2 separate regions of the Ovis aries genome follow, and region 1 is linked to region 2. The links are chromatin contacts, called in public Hi-C maps. All regions are on one chromosome and are shown on one strand. Each heading gives the region's core, a stretch centred on a gene start, on an enhancer-like site or on the middle of the called end of the contact. The rest is flanking DNA. Distances are from core to core; before and after follow the strand shown.

Evidence for each region. Hi-C and Micro-C count contacts between places; a contact is called where the count stands out from the background.
Region 1: a Hi-C map of hypothalamus shows a contact between it and region 2, with 2.6 times the contacts expected there. The contact joins the promoter of C1H1orf216 here to the promoter of KIAA0319L in region 2. A contact is called at or near these places in 3 of 16 Hi-C or Micro-C datasets (hypothalamus, muscle and tail adipose tissue).

What each region holds. Positions count from the first base shown.
Region 1 is chr1:10,674,850-10,681,587 of ARS-UI_Ramb_v3.0, forward strand. C1H1orf216 (chromosome 1 C1orf216 homolog) reads right to left here and starts at 2,042. Exons shown (of 2, transcript XM_015091857.4): 1 at 1,880-2,042.
Region 2 is chr1:10,535,629-10,542,788 of ARS-UI_Ramb_v3.0, forward strand. It overlaps KIAA0319L (KIAA0319 like), which reads right to left and starts at 3,206. Exons shown (of 21, transcript XM_027967686.3): 1 at 3,089-3,206. NCDN (neurochondrin) reads left to right here and starts at 3,337. Exons shown (of 7, transcript XM_060418979.1): 1 at 3,337-3,747; 2 at 4,601-4,771; 3 at 5,871-6,839. The coding sequence starts at 3,715.

The DNA.
Region 1 (6,738 bases), core at 792-3,291, 140 kb after region 2:
ACCAACCACAGGCTCCTCAGAGTCTGCACGGCCTGCCCTGCTCCCTGTTCAGTGTCCTTAGCCAAGCAGGCCCACTCTCCTGTCACAGCAACCGGAAACTGCAGGCATTCACACGTGCACGCTCGTGTGCAAACATCTCCCCTTTCTCTTGGTGTGGGCCACCTCTAAACTGGATTACTGACTGCTATGACTTTTCACTGACCTCTCTGCCTCTAATTTAAAATGTAAATTTGTCATGGCTCCTGCCCTAACCTCCTGCTAAACCTCTTCCTGGCCTAAGAGGCTGTGTTTCTTCTGGCTCCTGCTCACTGCTTCAGACCTGTCTCTTACCACTCTCAGCCCCTCCCACCATCCCAAACTGCTCAGAGATCTCAGAACACACCATTATTCTCCTTCCACAATCCCCTTGGCCCAACATATACTTCCTCTCCCCTTCCCTCCCAGCTCTTCCCTTTTCCACCGGCAGATTCTTTTTCATACACTAAGTGAAGTGAAAGCCGGCCCTATGGACTATACAGTCCACAGAATTCTCCAGGCCAGAATACTGGAGTGGGCAGCCTTTCCCTTCTTCAGGGGATCTTCCCAGCCCAGGGATGGAACCCAGGTCTCCCGCACTGCAGGCAGATTCTTTACAGAGCAGAGCCACAGGGAAGTCTTTGTATGCTAAGATTCGGCTCTAAAATCCCCACCTTCCTGAAACCATCCTGACGTTCTCCCCGCTGCTCCTGTATCCTGTATACACAAACACACAGCCAACTGTGCCTTCCTCTGGGTCCTCACTGCTTGGATACATGCAGTCTTATGCCTGTTCGTTTCTTGTCCCTGGCACATAGTTGATGGTCAGTAAATGTCTATAAACTTTCCTCTATCTTGTCATAGCAGCCTCCTGGCCCCACTACTGGACATGGAATTCCTCTCTATAACCTCTACCATGTTCAGGACCCAGCACAGAACCTGGCACTGAGCAGGTGGCAGTACCTCCTTGCTGAGTGAGTGAATAGGGCAGTTGGATCCGGGCTGCTGACAGCTCAGGGCTGGGAGAGCTGGGTTGGGTTCCCTCCACTGCCCAGTGAGGAAGCCCTTCTCCCACTGACAAGCCTCTCTTCTGGCTTCACCCCTTCCTTCCATGTTTATTACTATCCCGGGTCCCTGCCTCTATCTTGCTCCATCCTGAGGCCATGGAGAGAGGACACACCACATTATTCTTTCCTTCCCAATAACCGACTTCTCCCCAGATCTGAATTTAAATTGACAAGAAGTTTCTCCTGACTGTAAATTACTAGGATTAGAAAAACGGAATCAGTAAGAGTAAGGGGGAGTGTCAGTGAATGTGGCAGGGCCCCTCCCCACATCCAGCACAGTACTGGCAAGAAGTCCTGGGGGCAACGGTGTAGGGACAGTCCCTTGGAAACCTACAGACTCCATCCCGCTAAGCGAGGTGCCAGGAGATGGTCCCGCCCAAATGTTTTCTTTTTTTCTAAACTTGGGCGGGGCCGTGAAGCAAGCTGGAAGGAGGTGGGGGCGGTGCTAAAGATCAAGGGGTTCTCAGGGAAGGTAAAATGGGAGCCGAGAGACCCTGGCATCAGGCTTCTCGCCAAGCTAATCCGCAATTTGTCGGGGGTGGGTGCGGTGGGGCGGGGATGGTGAAGGTGGGAGGTGGGGGGGCTGGGGGGTGGTGGTAGGGATGAGCGAAGGCGGCTTCCGTTCCTGCCTAGACTTGCGGGAAAGGGATACCATCCCCAGGAGACAGAGGATCCAGACCATCCTTCCCTAATCCTCCCCCCAACCCCCCCGACCAGCAAAAAGCAGCTGGGCAGAGGCAACGACCCCCGCCCCTTGCGGCTGGGGTCTAAACCCTCCCGCTCCGGCCCCGACTCACGGCCTGGAGGCGCCGCCCCGCCCGGCTGGCTCCGGTGGCTCGGTCCCCGCGGCAGGAACTGCTCCCTCGGGGCTGGGGAGGTGGTCCCTCGGCCTGGGCGTCCCCGCGGGTCGGGGCGTGGGGTGCGGGTTCCCGGGCGCTGCGCCCAGCCCAGGCCTGGACTGCGGAGTCGGGCGGCGTCAGCGCGGCGGGGCGGGGCGGCCTGGCCCACGTGGGCCGGTTCGGTTTTCTGCGAAGCCGCTCGCAGGTCCGAGCGCCGGAACCTCCTCCCCCGCCTCCGGCAGCCTGGACTGAGACTTGCAGGTCCTGTTTAATTTCTTAACTGCATTCACTGTGTCTCCCCGATCGGTTTGCCTCACAGTGACATTTTCAGAATGAAAATCTGATCGTGTCATCACCACCCTCCAGCCTAAAAGCCATCAGTGGCTTCCGCATTACCGCTTAAATCCTTAAGGCAAGCCGCAGTGGGGCTCAGCATCTTGCTCTCCGGCTTCAGCCTTTGCCCTTGGGTTCTGCAGCTGAGCAGCCTCGCGCTCCTTTCTGCCGCACTGTTCCCTCTGCTTAAAATTCTCTCTCCTCTCAAATCTCAGATCTCTTCTCAGGTAAACCTTCTCTGACCTCCTAAGCAGACAGTTCCCCTTATTATATTATCCCAAGGCTTTTTTTTTTTTTTTCCACAATTTGAAATTATATGTTCGTTTTGTGCTTATTTCATTAAAGTCACTTAATTAACAGAATAATTGCCGACTCTAATGATAAAACCAAAAAGCACTGGCTGCCCTCAGGGAGAGGCAGCCCCGGAAAGACGTCTGTGACAAATTTAGCCTTTAGGGCAAGTGAGCTTCCAGGAGGTCCCTTCCATACCCACAGCTTTACTGAGTAAACCCAGCAATTTGCTTATACCTTTCTCATGCTACCCCCTCCATGCCACCAATTAAATATGATTCATCTTTCAATCATAATACGTTTAAAAACCCTGGAAAGGCAGAGGAACCAGAGATCAAATTGCCAGCATTCACTGGATCATAGAGAAAGCAAAGGAATTCCAGAAAAACATCTACTTCTGTTTCATTGACTATGCTAAAGCCTTTGACTGTGTGGATCATAACAAACTGTGGAAAGCTCTTAAAGAGACCGGAACACCAGACGTCTTAAGTGTCTCCTGAGAAACCTTTATGTGGGTCAAGAAGTGACAGTTAGAACCCTGTATGGAACAACTGATTGACTCAAGATGGAGAAATCAGCACAGCAGGGCTGTCTGCTGTCATTCTGTTTAATTTATATACTGAGCACATCATGGGAAATGCCAGGCTGGATGAGTTATGAGCTGGAATCAAGATAGGTGGGAGAAATATCAACAACTCAGATATACAGATGATACCACTCTAATGGCAGAAAGTGATGAGGTACTGAGGAGACTCTGGATGACGGTAAAGGAGGAGAGAGAAAGAGCCGGCTTAAAACTAAATATTAAAAAAACTAAGATCATGGCATCCAGCCCCATTACTTCATGACAAATAGAAGGGGAAAATGTGGAAGTAGTGACAGATTTCCTCTTCTTGGGCTCTAACGTCGCTATGGATGGTGACTGCAGCCATGAAATCAGAAGATGATTGCTTCTTGGCAGCAATGCTATGGCAAACCTAGACAGTGTGTTGGAAAGCAGAGACATTACTCTACCAACAAAGATTCGAATAGTCAAGGCTGTGGTCTTCCTGGTGGTCTTGTATGGTTCTGAGAGCTGGACCATAAAGAAGGCAGAGCTCCAAAGAATTGATGGCTTCGAACTGTGGTGCTAGGGAAGACTCTTGAAAGTCCCTGTACAGCAAGGAGATCAAACCAATCAATCTTAAGGGAAATCAACCCTGAATACTCATTGGAAGAACCGATGCTGAAGCTGAAGCTCCAGTATTTTGGTCATCTGATGAGAACAGCATCAGATTTGTTGGAAAAGTCCCTGATGGTGGGAAAGATTGAAGGCAGGAAGGGGAAGAGGGTGTCAGAGGATGAGATGGCTGGATGGCCTCACTGATGCAATGGACTTAAACTTGGGCAAATTTCAGGAGATGGTGAGGGACAGGGAAGCCTGGCGTGCTGCAGTCCATGGGGTTGCAAAGAGTCAGACATGACTGGGTGACTGAACAACGACAACCAGTGGTTAGGATCTGTGCTTTCACTGCCAAGGGTTTGGATTCCATCCCTGGTTGGAGAACTAAAATCCCACAAGCTGTGCCTGGAGGCCAAAAAAGTACCCTTGTCTTTCCCTCTTCCCTTTCTTTTGCTTTTTTTTGTTTGTTTGTTTAAAGAGGAAGAATTTGTTTCTGATCTCCATGATAAGCCATCCTCTTCCATTTCCAACTTAATTCCAATTTACCATTCTGCAACCTAGAGAGTTCCCTCGTGGCTCAGATGGTAAAGAATCTGCCTGCTATGCAGGAGATCTGGGTTTAGTCTTTGGATCGGGAAGATCCCCTGGAGAAGGAAATAGCAACCCACTCCAGTATTCTTGCCTGGAGGATCCCATGGACAGAGGAGCCTAGCAGGCTATATAGTCCATGGGGGTGGCAAAGAGTCAGTCACAACTGAGTGACTAGAGAGTAAATAGCAAATTAAATCACAACAAATCCTGTATATAAAATAAGGGAAATAGAAAAGAAAAAATATATAATTATGAAAATTCGTATTTTAAGAGGGAAGAGGAAATAAAAAGGAAAGGCAGAAGTAACTCAAGCTTTGGACACTCCTCCAGCTAAAAATACACACGCAGAGGCCTCAGCTCCATTTCCGCATCAGGTACTGAGGCCTAACTAGCGCCCCTTTCCCTTCTCTCCTGAAAGTTCCCCTTCAACTGGAGTTTCCTTCCTTCTGATGTGACCCAAATCCTCACTTGTAAAGTCTCTGAGCTTTGGTGGTCTGCAATGATGCAGGTCTCCTGTGTCATATAGTCACAGCCTGATCTAATTATTTGGTGAGTCCTGAAAAGCTCCTCTTGCCTCTCCTTTGGGCCTGGTCTCTCCTAGCTCTAACTGGGTGGATCTCATGGAAGTTTGAGGAGCCTAAGATTACGACTCCCACTCTAGGTGAGTCAGAGTCCTTCTCTGGGAATTTCTGAAATAAAATTAAAGGAAGGCAAGGCAAGGAAGATGTGAGCCTAGGGCCACAACAGTCACATTCTTTGCCAAATAGAAGTCAGCCTATTTGTAGGAGAAAGTAGTCTGCATGTCTGTGACAGGCAGACACAGAAAGACAAAAGTCCTGCGAATAGTCCTGTCCTTGTTTCCTGAGGCCTTGGTATACCTTGCAACAAGGCCCTTATTTTTTCAAGCCCGACTCGAGGGGATTTTCTCTGACTGGCAATTGAAGAATCTTGATTAATACAAGAGTACAGAGTGGTCCCCTGGGTCCCACTCAGGTACCTCCCAGCCCTCATTAAGTAGTAGCAATTCTATTTCCCCTTAATAGTCCTTATCAGTCCAGCCTACAGTGTGACCTCCTTTCTCCTATTCCTGTAGTATTATGAGGAGCCCAGAATACAGCGGAATCATCTTTGCATTGCCTGGTTAGAAACATTCTTCCCTAGATGCTAAAACCTCCTGAACTGCAGGATGTAGAATGTCAGAGACAGGAGGCAGACTCTGAGAAAGTCATTAGGTACAATCGCATAACACGCTACACCTGCCTCTACCCCTTCCTGTGTATTCTGGCTACAAAAAATAATAAAAACAACTATAAACCGATTGTTTATTTAAAACCTCTATTACAGTCGGTGTGCAATAACCTGACAGAGCTGAGTCATCAGTTGGTCACTCCACTGTTCTATAAAGCTGGTTATTTCTAAATAACAATACCTGACAAGTGAATTCCAAGGGCATCTCTTTCCTTAGCCAAGGATCATGTTGGGTGGGGTACTCTAACACTGTATAATTAACGAAGTAAGTGCTCTGACAGTGGTCCTGGCAATTCCAGGATTTTCAGACAGCTGGAAGCCTAGAGGATAAAAATCCCTCCAGGAGGGAAGGGGAGTCCATGACTACAGAAAAGCAGAAACGTAGATGTCTGATATGGGCTTCCCTGGTCGCTTAGTAGTAAAGAATCCGCCTGAAATGCAGGAGATGTGGGTTCAATCCCTGGGTGGGGAGGATGCCCTGGAGAAGGAAATGGCAACCCACTCCAGTATTCTTGCCTGGGAAATCCCATGGACAGACGAGCCTGGTGGGCTACAGTCCATGAAGTTGCAAGAGTTGGACACGACTGAGCGTCTGAACTACCACCACCAGTTGTCTGTTCTTCAGCCACCAGAGGCTTCCTTAGTCAGGCTGCCAGGCAATCAGTCTCCCCAGGTGAAGGGGGGGTCTGTGGCTGTGTCCACCCAGCTACAAAGGGACTTAACTGGCAGGGACACAGAAATCACCCGAGATGGACAGAACCAGCCTGAACAGGGCTCTGTAGCAGGCCAGCCCATCATGTGGCAGTGAACTGATATCTTGGTGAGCAGACAGATATCAGAGCTAAGATTGGCTAGCAAGGAGTAACCAGATCCAGGTCCAACGGGCTGGGGATGTCAGACAAGGAGACAAGGGAACATGAGAGAAATTTCTACTTCAGGTAATAGAATCAACATGAGCTCCTCTCTAGGTGGATAATTTCTCAGTGTCAGTACTCCTGGGAGAAAGAGATGGGTAGGATCAAAGTGTTTCGGTCTCAAGGACCTTGCCCCTTCCCATCCATTCATTCACATTCAGCACCCGATTACCTGCTTTGTGCCAGGGAATGAATCAGCACAGAATCAGGACTGGTGGACAGCACTGTGTTTAGAAAGGGAAATAGAAAAGAGTGGGCTATACAAGGTGACAGATTCT
Region 2 (7,160 bases), core at 1,956-4,455:
ACCTCAAACCTGAGCTCTGACATAGCCTGTAATTATCAGGATAGAAACACAGCAAGGGATATGAAATGAATCCACTGTAAAGCTGCAACACTTTATATTCCATTATTTTCTAATCTGACAGTTAATCCTCTATGTGGAAGAGTGGAAAGTGCGCCCGACTGAAAAAAAAGATCTGAGTTTCAGTTCTAGCTCTGCTAACAGCTTTGTGACTTCATCCAAATACTGTTTTCTTATCTGTGAAGAGGAGAGTTCGGCGCATCACAGGTGAACTGATCCGGAGGTTTTTCTAGCTATGTGTTTAGAAAGCTTCCGTGTGACTGTCATTAGCTAAGGCGTGCATTCTCCACTTTGCTATTGTCCCCAGCACTCTTATCTTTAAAATCTATCCAGTTTACGCTTTGATGTCACCTCCAGGATCCGCAGAATCATTAGCAATTCCTGACTTAAATTCATATATCCACTCAACAAGTATTTACACAACCCCTATTTTGTACTAGACATCCAGAATCTACGGGTTGAATGACAGGTCCCTTTCAGAAGAAAAAAAAAATGACTTTCCATCAGTTTCTTCTTACACAACTTTCCTATATTGTATCAATTATTATATAAATGTCGGCAGCATTATGAGGGTTGACTGAGTTCTGAAGAAGCAATTCAAAAATCTTCTGTGCTAAATATGCACCTGTTATCCACATCTAGAAAATGGCACAGACTGACAACCCCCAATCCTAGCCCAGCACTGTCTAGGTTGGATATCCATATCAGGAAATAGACAAACACACACACAGAACTGCAAAACTAAGGTACAGCCCACCCAAGAAAAAGTGTTCACTGAGCCTTAAGCACCTGAAGGACATCCTCTTTCTCATTCACTTCCGTCCATTCCTATTTCCAGTGGTTTGTCATTGTATGTTAGGGGGAAGGGGACAGAAAGGTGTGCAGGCCAGACACATGCTCAAGGATTATGAAGTGGAGCCTAAGTTAGAAAGTATATCCAGCAACCTAGCCTCCCAAGATGGAAAGACTGAATGTGCACGTGAGTGTGTATGTATGAATCTCACCCAACACGTTACTGCCTACCACAAAAGGATTTTAAATTCAAGGTGACTCAACACCTGTCATCAATATCGTGGCAGGTGGGCGATAGAAGCATAAAAGAAATGAATAGGTTTTAAAAACGGGAGTAATAAACACCACTGGATTGGCAAGCTGATTAGGGAAGGGCAAGGTCTCACAAACCGTGCAGGAAACAGGGGCGGTTATTTTCTTGTGAACTCCCAATCAGTCTTTCCTCTGAAACCTACAATTGCTTAAGGGCACAAATCACTGCTAGGGTCCAGTCAAAGCCTTGCTGACCAGAGGCAGGAACAACAACACAACACCAAGATCCAAATGGCTTGTTACAGAATCAAAGGGAAACAGCCCAGGGAGAGAACACACACCCCCACAATACTTGACAAATGAAAATCTAGAAAAGCAAGCAAGAGTTCTGGCATTTAGGGCGTTACAAGTACACCCGAAATAAAAGCACTCTCTGTTGCAGCAGCTGTTCAGACAGAGCAGGGGGTAATGTTTACTTAATACTTCAGGTTGATGGGGGATGTATCATAGTTCAGTCTGTCAGCTACATACGTGGAACTCCATTTATGTACCCAGCGATAAGATGTTTGGACAACGACAGAGCACGTCTGAAACAGCCTATTCAGCTAGTATGAGTAATCAAGAATAAAGCTCTTTAAAAAAAAAAGTCTCAGATATTCAGGAAAGTTACAGAACAGACTGCCATGAATAGCTTTGCTTATATTTGCAGACATTGTTTCCCAAATAGCTGGAAAAATGAACAGATTGTTCTGGGAGGTCGTCCTTCCAACTTGTTCCCTAGCTTCCAGTCTGTTAATCAGATCAGAAAGCACAAGGAGAGTCAGTTAATACTCTTCACTAACTGCTGCTGCTAAGTCACTTCAGTCGTGTCCGACTCTGTGCGACCCCATAGACGGCGGCCCAAAAGGCTCCCCCGTCCCTGGAATTCCCCAGGCAAGAACACTGGAGTGGGTTGCCATTTCCTTCTCCAATGCATGAAAGTGAAAAGTGAAAGTGAAGTCGCTCAGTCGTGTCCGACCTCAGCGACCCCATGGACTGCAGCCTTCCAGGCTCCTCCGTCCATGGGATTTTCCAGGCGAGAGTACTGGAGTAGGGCGCCACTGCATCTGTCGTCAATTGGGCACAAGCACTGTGAGGTGAACGGAAGCAAAGCTTTTCTCTCGACTTCCTTCATTTCACTTCATTTGTGCTCACTGCAACCACCATAGGACCCCTCTGGGGGGCATAATTATCCGTGTCCTGAATAAGGCAGGTTTCGCAACGTAATGTACAAGTAGCGCTCAGCCCCGCCCCCCTTATTCAGCATCAACGTGCTGTCTTGGTGGGGAGAACACACACCAGAGACAGTAACTAGGGGCGAGGAAGGAAAGAGACCAGTAGCGTCTCGGGGCCGGTCGGTCTGTCTGTCTGTCAGGGGATGGAGGGAATAGCAGGACCAGGCCCGGGCCCCCCCAAAAAAGGGCTCAGCCTGGGACTCCAGCTCGGCACCTGCAAAGCCAGAAGCAGCTGGCTGTCCTAGCCGGGCCAGGAGCGCCACCTCCGGGTCCCAACACCCGGCCAGCGCACCCCCAGAAATAGCCCGTCCCGCTCGCCCCTCCCATGGGCTCGTGGTCCTCGGCCCGGCAGCCAGCCGCCCCCGGCCACCTACCGGGGCTCAGGGCCACACAGCGGGACCCCGGCTCTCGGCGGCCTCCGCCTCCTCCCGGTCCATGGGGTCGGGGCCCCAACCTCCGCTCCCCTCACCCGGAGGAGGAGGAAAAGGAAGAAGCGAACGCGGGCTCCCCACCCGGACAGCTCGCTCTCGCCTCAGCTGCCCTGGACCGCGACGATGGCCGGAAACGCCGCCCCCTCCCACCTCCCGGTCTCAACCCGGAAACACACTCTCCATGCTAAACAAGCCCTCCCGGCCCCCACCCCCCCGGAAGCTCAATTCTAGCCGCGAGCCCGCGTGGGAGGAGGGGCAGTGCTGGAGGGTAGAACTACGCACGAGCGAAGGAACCTGGATCCCCAGGCTGTCGCCTCCTGCTCTCCAGAGGCGGTGTGCACCTTCGCCCGCCGGGCGCGAGCCCCAGGCCCCAGACTCGGGCAATACCCACAAGCAAGATGGCGGCAGCGGCAGCACCCCCTACGGCTTAGCGCCCAGCCGTGCTATTGGCTGGAGCCTGGAGTGAGGCCGCCGCGGATTGGTCGAGAGCGCTGCGGGGGTAGGGGTGGAGCTGCAGCACCCCGGCGCCTGGAGTGGGCAACGCGGCGTGAGCAGCGGCCCCAGGCTCCCGGAGCATCGCGCTCGGAGAAGACTTCGCCGCTCGGGGCCGCAGCCTGGTGAGCTCAGCCCCCTTCAGGCCCTCCCCTCCATCCCAGCCGGGGCCGCTCCGAGCCGGCGCGGATCGATGCCGACACACCCCGGGGACCCTATCGCGACATCACCGTGCCCTGTCGAGACTCCATTTTGTCGCAGCCCTTCTCAACATATAGCTATATCTTTTTTTAAAAAAAATTTGCCCTGTCATCTTTGGGGGCTGTCCCATGTCGTGGTATTGCCGTGATCTCTCCGTGACATCACCGCGCCATCGTGAAGTGTGATCTCATCGCCGCCCTGTCGTGACTTCATCAATGTCGTGTTGTGACCTGGCTGCGGCGGGACAGGTGGTGACCGCCGGAAACCCTCCTCCCCTTCTCATCTCCCCATCTCAGCGGCCCCGCTTCGATTATCCGGCTTTTGGATTATCCGTTGTCCTGGGAGCTACCCGGGACCCCTTCTTGCTTCTCCAGCCCCTGCAGGCATCCACAGGCTGGTAGCCGGATGGGGAGGGTGAGGAGAGGGAGCGCAAGGGGTTAATTCTGCTGCTGCTGCTGCTGCTGCTGCTGCTGCTGCTGCTGCTGCTGCTGCAGCTTCTGCCCGAGGGAGGGAAAGGAGAGGAGGCACAGAGCCTGCGGGGGCGACTGAGAGCCCTGGCTGGAGGGGTGGCGTCCCCAGAGGGGCCTCTGAGCCTTCCCTGGGTCAGCGCCCTGCGCCCTCACTTCTACTGAAGCCTGTGTCCTGTGTCTTCTGAAGAAGGGAGGGGAAAGGAAACCTAGCATGCCCTTTTCCCTCATGTCAGCCTGAGTCCGGATAATCGAACTTCACCATGTACGTTTCCATTCCTCCCTGTCCGTCCTCACCACTCCTTCCTTGTATGCCTGGTGGAGGGAAACAAAACCTGGCCTTTGGTGCAGGGGGCAGCGGAGCAGTGGGGCCAGCCCTTTCCCGCCCCCAGGAGACTGTTGAGGAGAGCTGTCCAACTGAGCAGCAGGATGCATGGTCCTTCTCTCCCACTTTCCAGAGGTGACCTTGGACCAGGGTCCCTTCTTCATCCCTAAGGACTTGAGGGTCCAGCCCCTTAAAGGGGCTCCCCCAGGGGAGGTCAGTCCTGAGGAGTCCATCCCTCCTGATCCTCCCCTCCCTCTGTGCTAATCCCTCCCTCCCTCCTCCACTCCCACCCCCACCCCTCCTCTGCAGAGGGATGCTCAGTCCCTCTTGTGTTCACAGTTGGGCAAGGCGGGCATCATGGCCTCGGATTGCGAGCCAGCTCTGAACCAGGCAGAGAGCCGAAACCCCACCCTGGAGCGCTACCTGGGAGCCCTCCGTGAGGCCAAGAATGACAGCGAGCAGTTTGCAGCCCTGCTGCTAGTAAGGAACTGACTGACAGCTGGGAGGTGGGAAGGGCTGGGTGGTTGGGCCCTCTAGGAATGGGGTCAACAAGTCCCCAAGGATATGTAGGTGCCGCTGGTAAACCTAGAGGCACCAAAGAAGGTCCAAGGCACGTACCTGTGGACTCGTTTTTGCTCCCGCTGCATGTGGGAGCAAAGGGGGAAGTAAGCGTGAAGAAAGCTTGCGGCTGTTAGGAGCCTTGGAGGAGGCTGCCTGGGTCTGCCCTTTGGGGCGTCCCAGAGCAGATGGGAGCTGACTCATAGGGTAACAGCAGCAGGTAGTAACCAGTGCAGAATACTTGATGGCTGGGGATGCATGTTCTGGAGGTGGAGAGAGTCGCAGGACTGGAAGTGACTGGGAAAGGGTCCCTGGGGATGGCCAGAATGGGTATGTAGGTTGGGGATGAAGGAGCTGGTTTGGGGCTCAGCCCTCTTGGAAGAACCCAAGCTGGGGACAGCAGGACAGGAGCTGCAGTGCTGGGAAGGGGGGGCTGGTGTGTGGGGGGTGAAGGGAGGAGGGAGTACAGCCTGCTTGTTTGCCATGGCAACAGGGAGACGGCTCCAGAGTCAAGGGCTCACACTGCAGCAGAGGAGGTGTTTAGGTGAAATGTAAGGGGAAATGTTTTGACAGGCAGAGCGGCGAGACACAGGAGCCATTTCCCCTGAGAAGGTGGCGGGAATGGATGAGAGACTTCTCGAGGGAGTGATTAGAGAGGGACCCCAAGTCCTTGGAGAATTTTAAACACTGAGTTCCAACCTCTTGCAACTCAGATGTTGGGCCTCTAGCTCAGACATCAAGAACTTTCCAGCTAACAGGGTAACGACATGGCAGAAAGAACAGTTGAGGAGGACTGGACCTTCCTTCTGCAAGGATCCTAGAGGAGGGATCCCAGAGGCCACACTTGTCTGCCTCAGGGGAGAAGGAAGGAGCTGGATAAGGTGATCTCTGGGAGGCTTCCTGACCCCAGAGTGAGTCCTGTTACATAACCTAGTTCTGCTGATGGTCCACCCCCAGAGTGCAGGGCAGAGTCTTTGCCAGCCCTTCCTTCCATCCTGCTGATTGCACATACCTCCCTCAGGTGACCAAGGCAGTGAAAGCAGGTGACATCGATGCCAAAACTCGGCGGCGGATCTTTGATGCCGTCGGTTTCACCTTCCCCAATCGACTCCTGACCACCAAGGAGGCGCCGGATGGCTGCCCCGACCACGTTCTCCGGGCCCTGGGCGTGGCCCTGCTGGCCTGCTTCTGCAGTGACCCTGAACTAGCCGCCCATCCCCAGGTCCTGAACAAGATCCCCATCCTTAGCACCTTCCTCACAGCCCGGGGGGACCCTGACGATGCTGCCCGCCGTTCCATGGTCGATGACACCTACCAGTGCCTGACAGCCGTGGCAGGCACCCCCCGTGGGCCGCGACACCTCATTGCTGGAGGCACCGTGTCTGCCCTGTGTCAGGCGTACCTAGGGCACGGCTACGGCTTTGACCAGGCCCTGGCACTCCTGGTGGGGCTGCTGGCTGCTGCTGAGACACAGTGCTGGAAGGAGGCGGAGCCCGACCTGCTGGCTGTTTTGCGGGGCCTCAGCGAAGATTTCCAGAAAGCTGAGGATGCCAGCAAGTTTGAGCTCTGCCAGCTGCTGCCCCTCTTTCTGCCCCCAACAACCGTGCCCTCTGAGTGCCTCCGGGATCTGCAGGCCGGGCTGGCACGCATCCTGGGCAGCAAGCTGAGCTCCTGGCAGCGCAACCCCGCACTGAAGCTGGCCGCCCGCCTGGCACACGCCTGCGGCTCCGACTGGATCCCAGCAGGCAGCTCCGGGAGCAAGTTCCTGGCCCTGCTGGTGAACCTGGCATGCGTGGAGGTGCGGCTGGCACTGGAGGAGACGGGCACAGAGGTGAAAGAGGATGTGGTGACCGCCTGCTATGCCCTCATGGAGCTGGGGATCCAGGAATGCACCCGCTGTGAGCAGTCGCTGCTCAAGGAGCCTCAGAAAGTGCAGCTTGTGAGCATCATGAAGGAGGCCATCGGGGCTGTCATCCACTACCTGCAGCAGGTGAGGGCGGGGGTGAGGGGGCCGTGGAGGGGGAGGGGGGCCTTGTGCAGCGGGTAGCCAGAGCGAGGGAGAGGGAGAGCAGGAGGTGAACCCCGGCCCTGGGTGTGTGGCTGATCCTGCAGCACTCCAGGGAGTAGTGTGTAGCGAGCCTCCCTCTCCCTCCCTCCTTCCCTCCCTGAGCCTCCACACAAGCACCACACCACACACCATATGTGCACTCACATCACAGTACACACACGCACACACAACACAGAAGCCTCCCACTCACAACCCTCCCCCCGATCCACACACACTCAAGTGAAGCAGCCTGTCCTGCTCAGG